Linked DNA regions of Oryctolagus cuniculus: region 1 is linked to region 2. The links are chromatin contacts, called in public Hi-C maps. All regions are on one chromosome and are shown on one strand. Each heading gives the region's core, a stretch centred on a gene start, on an enhancer-like site or on the middle of the called end of the contact. The rest is flanking DNA. Distances are from core to core; before and after follow the strand shown. Region 1 holds the start of TRMU (tRNA mitochondrial 2-thiouridylase). Region 2 overlaps LOC127485310.

Evidence for each region. Hi-C and Micro-C count contacts between places; a contact is called where the count stands out from the background.
Region 1: a Hi-C map of an unstated tissue shows a contact between it and region 2, with 2.4 times the contacts expected there. The contact joins the promoter of TRMU here to the enhancer-like site in region 2. A contact is called at or near these places in 2 of 6 Hi-C or Micro-C datasets (ear pinna and an unstated tissue).

Annotation. Positions count from the first base shown.
Region 1 is chr11:120,904,261-120,907,951 of mOryCun1.1, reverse strand. It overlaps TRMU (tRNA mitochondrial 2-thiouridylase), which reads right to left and starts at 2,322. Exons shown (of 11, transcript XM_051828164.2): 1 at 2,165-2,322; 2 at 304-469. The coding sequence starts at 2,246.
Region 2 is chr11:120,662,231-120,666,338 of mOryCun1.1, reverse strand. LOC127485310 reads right to left here. Exons shown (of 4, transcript XM_070053043.1): 4 at 1-4,108. Among named protein-coding and RNA genes, the nearest start is that of MIRLET7B, 8.0 kb to the right of the region's middle. Within about 2 kb of position 2,843, at least 1 of the 8 cell types and tissues checked has an H3K27ac peak or open chromatin away from gene starts, as enhancers often do.

The DNA of each region.
Region 1 (3,691 bases), core at 1,073-3,572, 240 kb before region 2:
CTGCCCCCACAGGCTGCCGTGGCTCAGGGCCACTCTGTCCCCCACAGCCATGTCTCATCTCAAAAGGCACGGGGCAGTCTTACCAGAGCTCCCTCCCAGCGTCCCCGCCATCACTGACCCCGGCCTAACTCGCAGAGACACCCCAAGGTTCCAGCATGCATCCCAGACTACCGGCAGGTAGCAGGAGTGAGTGAGACAGCCAGGGGCGCCTTGGGCAGAGGTCCCCGAGGGGCCGGGGAGGGGTGCCAGGCTGCCGACAGCGGCCATCCGCCCATCTGCCGGTGCTCTGTGACCCATGCCCACCTGAACACGTCGTTCCAGTACTCCTTCACGTAGGAGACCTGGTGGAAGGGGATGTCCAGGATCTGGCAGACCCTGTAGGCGTCCTCACAGTCTCTGTCAGCGGTGCACACGCCATGCTCGTCCAGCTGGTCCCAGTTCTTCATGAACACCCCTGTCACTTGGTACCCTGCAGGGGAGGGAGGGGAGCGAAGGAGAGCAGCCGCTCAGCCCCAGGTGGAGGACAGCGGCCTCTGCGCTCTGAGCCGTCCACGACACCCGGGCCGCGCCCCCAGGCCTCTGCGCCCGGCTCGTGGCAGCCCAGTCAGTGGCCCCGTGCCCCCGGTTGTCAGAGCAAGCCACCGCAGACGCCCTTCCCCCATGTTCCCGCCACGTCCCCCCAAGGCCTCCGACATCACACGCGTTACCGGCCTGAGCAGCCTGCCTGAGAGCTCGGGGGGGCGAGGCGGCACGTTCTGTCCCGCGTCCCCACCTGCGCCTCGGCTCAGCAAACGTGTGCCGAACAAAGGGCACAGCGGCCGAAACGCGGCGACGCTTCGCCGAGCACTCTGCCATCCAGTGGTCAGAAAAGCAGGCTCGTTCTGAAGCTATCGCCCAAGACTAAGTCCTCAGGGAAAGGAGGCCTGACACTGCAGCCGCTTCCCTGCGGGCTGACAAGGCCGTCCCGCCCGCCTCCCCCCTTTCTGACAAAGAAACCGAGCAGCCGGAAAGGCCGCCTCGCGTGAGAAGCGGCTTCCCCGGGGGAAGCTGCACGAAGACAGGCGCTGCCTGGTCGCGACAACGCAGTGCCCGAGACAGATCTGGCGACAGATCTGCCCAAACTAAGCAGCCAGGCTCACAAGCCCGCCCATCCAGCAGCTCATGGGCTCTCCCGCCTGCTTGCAGAAGCACCTGGCCCGGCTTCCACAGGTGCCGAAGTTTCAGTCGCCCGCAGCTCGCTGGGCAGGGAGGTGTCCAGGGGCAGGGCTGTGTCTAACTCAAGCCCATTCTCCCAGCACGACGCAGAAGCTTCTAGAACGAGGAACACCACACACAGAGCTTCAAAAGCCCACTCTCGGGCAGGCACGCGGCACCACTGGGAGGCCCCCATCCACATCACCGCGCGGGTTCCCGCCGGCTCGGCTCCCAGTTGCAGCTTCCCGCGGGGCGCACTCCGGGCAGCAGCAGGTACTGGCTGAAGCGGCTGGGCACTCAGACCTTCCACCCACAGGGCCACCCCCCGGATGGCTGCACTGCCCACAGGCTGGAGCCAGGGGCTGGAACGCCATCAGGGTCTCCCACGTGGGTGGCGGGGACCCGAGGACCTGGGCCATCCTACACTGCTTTCCCGGACGCGGCGCAGCCAGGACTCAAACCAGCGTCGCGTGGGTGGCCTCACCGGTAGCCGCCACGCCGACCCTCAGAGGCCTCGCTGCCGCGGCCGGCGGGAGAAGCCAGCACCGTTTCTAGCACGGACGCCGTGTCTGCGCTGGGCACGGGGTAATCCCTCCTGCACGCACTCCGCGGGCTGGGGTCGTCCCCGCTGCACGGCGAAGGGCGCTTCCCTCGCCCGGGCTCAGCAGCCTGCCACGCGCCTCCCTTCTCCGAGACACGAGTCCCGCAGGCCGAGACCCGGCGCGGCGGGAGGCACGGACGCGCCTCGGGCGGACAGGCTGCCGTCCCGCGAACGGGGAGCACCCGCGCGGCCTCTGGCCTCCCTTCCCCCTCACCGCTGCCCCGGGCCCCACGGGTTCGAGCGTGGACGCCCAGCGAGAAACCCCGCACCTGCGCCGCAAAGCACTGACCAGCTCGCGGCTGCGAACCGCTCACGGCAAGTCGGCGCCGCGGGGCCCAGCGAGGGAGGCGGGCGTGGGGGCCACCTCACCTCTCCGCCTCAGCAGCAGAGCGGCCACCGCGCTGTCCACTCCGCCTGACAAGGCGCATACAACGTGCCGCGCCGCCAACATTCGCCCGCCGTCGCGCGCTCCCCGCCTCAGTCACTTAGCCCCTGCCGCCGCTTCCGCCCCGCGCCGGAAGTTCCGCCTCACGCGGCGTCCGCGCTTGCGGTCCGGCGGGAAGCGCGGCCTCGCACGTCGCGTTCCGCGCCGGGGTACGTGCCTTCGCTTGGGTTTCTTCTTCGCTCGCAGGTGCAGCAAGTGTGGTGACTGCGACCGCCGGGGTCCCCTGAAGAACTTGGGCGACGCTGCGAAGGGGGCTGGCTTTGATCGCAGTCGCCGTCTCCCGGGGGAGGGGGGTTCCCCTCTGTGGGGAATCCCACAGGAGTTACGGAGCACTGCTAGCCCAAAAAAAGAAAAGCAAACCAAAAATGGAGTCCCTTAAGCTAATACTAAGTACCAGGAACTGCCCAGAACATCTGCCTAGAAGCACGATAAGGACCCGGGAACGCACGTCATAAAGCAGCAGCCAGCCAGCAGGCCCCGCGGGACCGCGTCACCCTTGGTCCCACCTAAGAACGAACGTTCTGGCGGCACCCACGAAGGGAGGGCCTACGGCCGCCACAGCGACTTCCCTGCCCCAGGGCGGGGGCGACAGGCGAGCCCCCACGGGCGCTCCGTCCTCCCGGGAAGCAGTGGCCGGGCGGATCCGCCGCGTCTGGCCGAGGCTCCGCTGGACGACATCGAAGCCTCGCCCAATTTCTGCGTCTCCGCCTGCAGCTTGGAGGACGGCTCCACATCTGCCCCCGCGGCCAGTCCACGACCGAGACCTAGTCCCCGAGTGGTAGCGGGGAGCAGCGAGGCTCCGATGCGTAATCAATCGAAACACACGTGGCTCAAGTCATTTGCTAAATGCTGGTTCTTGAGGTTCCCTTCTGTCATGTAGGAGTGAAAACGCAGCATTTATCAAATGACTTGAGCCACGTGTTTCGATTGCTTACAGTTTTTTTTTTTGACCGTCAGAGTGGACAGTGAGAGAGAGAGAAAGGTCTTCCTTCCGTTGGTTCACTCCCCAAATGGCTGCAACGGCCGGTGCAGTGTGCTGATCCAAAGCCAGGAGCTTCTCCTGGTCTCCCATGGGGTGCAGGACCCAAGCACCTGAGCCATCCTCCACTGCACTCCCGGGCCACAGCAGAGGGCTGGCCTGGAAGAGGGGCAACCGGGACAGAATCCGGCGCCCCAACCGGGACTAGAACCCGGTGTGCTGGCGCCGCTAGGCGGAGGATTAGCCTAGTGAGCCGCGGCGCCGGCCGATTGCTTACACTTTTTAGGCTTCATATCTATCTATTGTTGGCTACTGTGTGAGACTGTGACTCTTAGATGTGTGTTGTGACCTGTGGACTAATGCTATACTGAGTGGTATTGACCTTTAGATGTGTGCACTGATTATATACTGAGTGGTATTGAACAATAAATTATATTGAGGAGGCTGTCACAATTGTTTCTTCTGACACGTC
Region 2 (4,108 bases), core at 1,594-4,093:
GAGTACTTTTTTCATAATACACATTTTCCTTGGACTTTTTTTTAAAATTTATTTTGAAAATCAGAGTTACAGATGGAGAAAGACAGACAGAGAGAGAGGTCTTCGATCCCCTGGTTCTCTCAAGATGGCGGTAGCAGCCAGGGCTGGGCCAAGCCAAAGCCAGGAGCCAGGAGCTTCCTCTGGGTCTCCCGTGTGTGTGGCAGGGCCCCAACCACTTGGGCCATCTTCTGTTGCTTTTCCCAGGCCATTCACAGGGAGCTGGATCAGAAATGGAGCAGCCGGGACTTGGGACTTGAACCGGTTCACGTAGGGGATGCCGGCGTCACAGGCGGCCGCTGCACCCACTGTGCCACAACGCCGGCCCCTTCCCTGAATTTTTTAAACACTCCTCTTTGCATGCATTTGAAAATTTTTAAAAATATGTTTATTTTATTTTATTTTATTTTATTTTTTGGACAGGCAGAGTGGACAGTGAGAGAGAGAGAGAGAGAGAAAGGTCTTCCTTTGCCGTTGGTTCACCCTCCAATGGCCGCCACGGCTGGTGCGCTGCGGCCGGCGCACCGCACTGATCCCTGTGGCAGGAGCCAGGTGCTTCTCCTGGTCTCCCATGGGGTGCAGTGCCCAAGCACCTGGGCCATCCTCCACTGCACTCCCGGGCCACAGCAGAGAGCTGGCCTGGAAGAGGGGCAACTGGGACAGAATCCGGTGCCCTGACTGGGACTAGAACCCGGTGTGCCGGCGCCACTAGGTGGAGGATTAGCCTAGTGAGCCGCGGCGCCGGCCTATATGTTTTATATTTTTAAGATTTATTATTTAAATAACTTAAATAAACTTATTTGTAAATTCCATTGCTCCCTGAACTTGGTGAAATCCCCACCTGTTTGCTTCGGTTAAAGCTGCCTGCCTGGGCATGGGCTCCAGCTCCGAGGGGCTGCACCTCCCTGGACTTAAACTTGGCATCTGCCCCTTCCTCCTCCTCCCACTCCCTTCAGCACTGAGCCCCTTCCTCCTGGGTTGGCAGGGGAGCTGGCTGGCGCGGGGGGCGGGGTATGTCAGAGTTACCTCTGCCTCCCCCTTCCCCGGGTGAGGCCGTCCCCAGGCTTCACAGGGGGGCCCCGTCAGGCTTCTCACACCCCGACTTCTGCCTGCACGCCTACACCCAGACCCGGCCCGGTTTCACCAGGTGGGCAAACGCCCTCGGGTTCTTGCTTTCCGTCCCAGAACGTGGCCTGGAGCTTCCCCACCATCTTGGCAACTCTTGCAGCTTTAATATATTTTTAAAAAGTTTTCCTGCCCCAAACTATGTGCTTGTTTGCGGAGGGAGAATCAATGCAAATAACCCAGGCCAGGAGCACAGGAGCGGGAGGCATCGATTTTCCACGTGCTGGGCGGCCTTCCCGTGCGGACGTCCAGCGGGCGACGAGTACACCTGCTCTGAGCTCAGTGTGCCCACAGCTCGCCTGGCACCGGGCAGCCGACAGCCACTGGGAGGCGCTTTTTTTTTTTAAGACTTATTTTATTTATTTGAAAGGCAGAATTACAGAGACAGAGAGGAAGAGAGAGAGAGAGAGAGCAAGCGAGATCCTCCATCTGTAGGTTCACTCCCCAAATAGCCTCAACAGCCAGAGCTGGGCCGGTCTGAAGCCAGGAGCCTCCTCGGGGTCTCCCACACGGGTGCAGGGGCCCAAGGACTTGGGCATCTTCTACTGCTTTCCGAGGAGCATTAGCAGGGAGCGGGATTGGAAGTAGAGCAGCCAGGTCTCCAACCGACGCCCACATGGGCCCCTGGAGCATGTCCCCGACGTGTTCTCATGTTTCCACTGCACATCCTCCACCCGCACCCCTCCCCGGGCCCTGTGACCCTGGACAGCCACACCGCCCTGTGTCCACTCCCGACTGTAAAACAAGAGGCCCAGCTGGCTGATCGCAGCCGTCCCAGCCCGCCCAGGACTCTGCACTGTGCCCGGGCCGCGCCCAGCAGGCAGCCGCCAGGGCAGACGCCCGATGGATTGGCCCTCAGGAGCAGTAGCTGGGCTGCAGGCTTCGCAAAGGTTCCTGGGACCGCCCCCAGGCCAGCCTCGGAGCACGTGGGCACTCGGCTCCCTCCTGACCTCGCGAGCCAGGGCAGGGGTGGCCGCTGAAGGTCACCTGCCGCTGCCTCCCGCGCCCTCGGGGCTGGCAGGCGGCCCAGCCTCCCCCCGGGCCCCCGCCTGCCCACCCCCCACCTACAGCTTGTCTAAAAATATGCTCTGGCTTCTGGCCGAGCACCCGCTGAGCACCAGGGATCCCGCTGGTGGGACCAAGTCCGACCCCAGGGCTTTGCTCCAGCAAGGAAACAGAGGACAGAGGCCCTCCCCTCCCCCACTCCCCCCATGGGGCTGCAGCCCTGCGCAGGATGGGGACTGTTGGGTGCAGGGAGCGAAAGCAGCCCACGCCTCCTTGCCCAGTGGCCCCTGCCCCTGTTGGGGGGGAGCCCAGGAGTCAGCCTGGGGAGGGGGTCCCTCCTGGGAGGACCTGGGGCCCAGCTGGAAGCCGAGGGCATTTCTGGGTCCCCAGGGACCTGGAGGAAGGCTCAGGCAGCCGAGGAGGGCGCCCTGTGCTCTCCTGACCTCTGGCCCCTCCCGGCTGGATTAGCTTGCTCCCCCCTTTACCTCTCCACACCCTGGTTTTCCATGGAGGAGAAGATGGCTCGCAGGAGGTCATCATGGGGTCAGAGAGTAAAGGTCAACAGCACAGGCCACGTCACCAGCTCTGACGTGACCATTCCCGCTCTGCCTGCTCTGCCCTTCCACCAGCCCCAGCCCTGGCCGTGGCCCTGCAGGCCTGGCAGAGCTCCCGGCCCAACATCCAGAATTGGCTGTGGTCCTGTGTCCTTGGCCTGCAACCTCACCACTTCATTCCACTGCACACCGTGCTTTTCCTCACTTCTGTTTTCCTTTGAAGGGCTTACTTCCTGTACCACCTCCTCCGGGAAGGCCTCTGGGATCACCCCTCCCCAGGTTATGCTCCTCCCGCGGATCTCACTGGGTGTTTGTTATTTTCCCATCCGTTTACCAGGCAGGAAGCTTCCTGGGACTCAGGCCCTCATCTGAGACTATTAATAGCAACAATGGCAACAGGAACGGAGGAGTAAGAAACGGTCCCCATGGTACCCACTGCGATAATGCCTGATCCAGTCACAAGTCACCCTTGGATGCTGGAGTTAGGGGCAGGGGTGAGTGACAGGACACCCGCACGGTCTCACATGGTGCCCCTGCAGGACAGAAGGCAGCACAGCTACCCAGTGGAGACCCTGCCCAGCGGTCACCAGCCTGGGCCTCCTCCAGAGGGGCGTTCTGCACAGTGCCTGGTGTGCAGTCCTCACTCACGCCAGCATCACGCAACACACACACACAACACACACACACAATACACAGGCAACACACATGCACACGCATGCACCACACACAGGGGTGCACACACACTCAAATACACACAACACAGACATGCACACACGCACACACAGGGGTGCACACACACAAATACACACACAATACAGACATACACACACACGCACACACACAACACACACAATACACAGGCAACACACACGCACACACATGCCCCACACAGGGGTGCACACACACTCAAATACACACAACACAGACATGCACACATGCACACACAGGGGTGCACACACACAAATACACACACAATACAGACATGCACACACCACACACATGCACACACACAACACAGACATGCACACACCACACACATGCACACACAGGGCACATGACCGGGAGGAGCTGCCCTGGGTCTGACAACTCTGAAACAGCCAGACGAGGGGACTGACGCTCGCTTTGTGGCTTTCACGCCCTGCGCGCAGGTTTCGCAGTGCCCCAGTGTCCCGCGCAGGAAGCCGGCCCGGCCGAGTGCCCTCATTCACGACTCTGCCACGCTGGAGTCCCTCAGACACGTGCTATTGCGGACACGAAACGGACGTGCTGTTCACGTAAGAGTCCAACAGAGTGACTGCACTGTGGTAAAACATAAAGCAAAAGTATACACCGAAAGCAAGAGGCACCATTTCCAGTGGCGGCCTCAGTGGCCCTGGGTACAAACACCG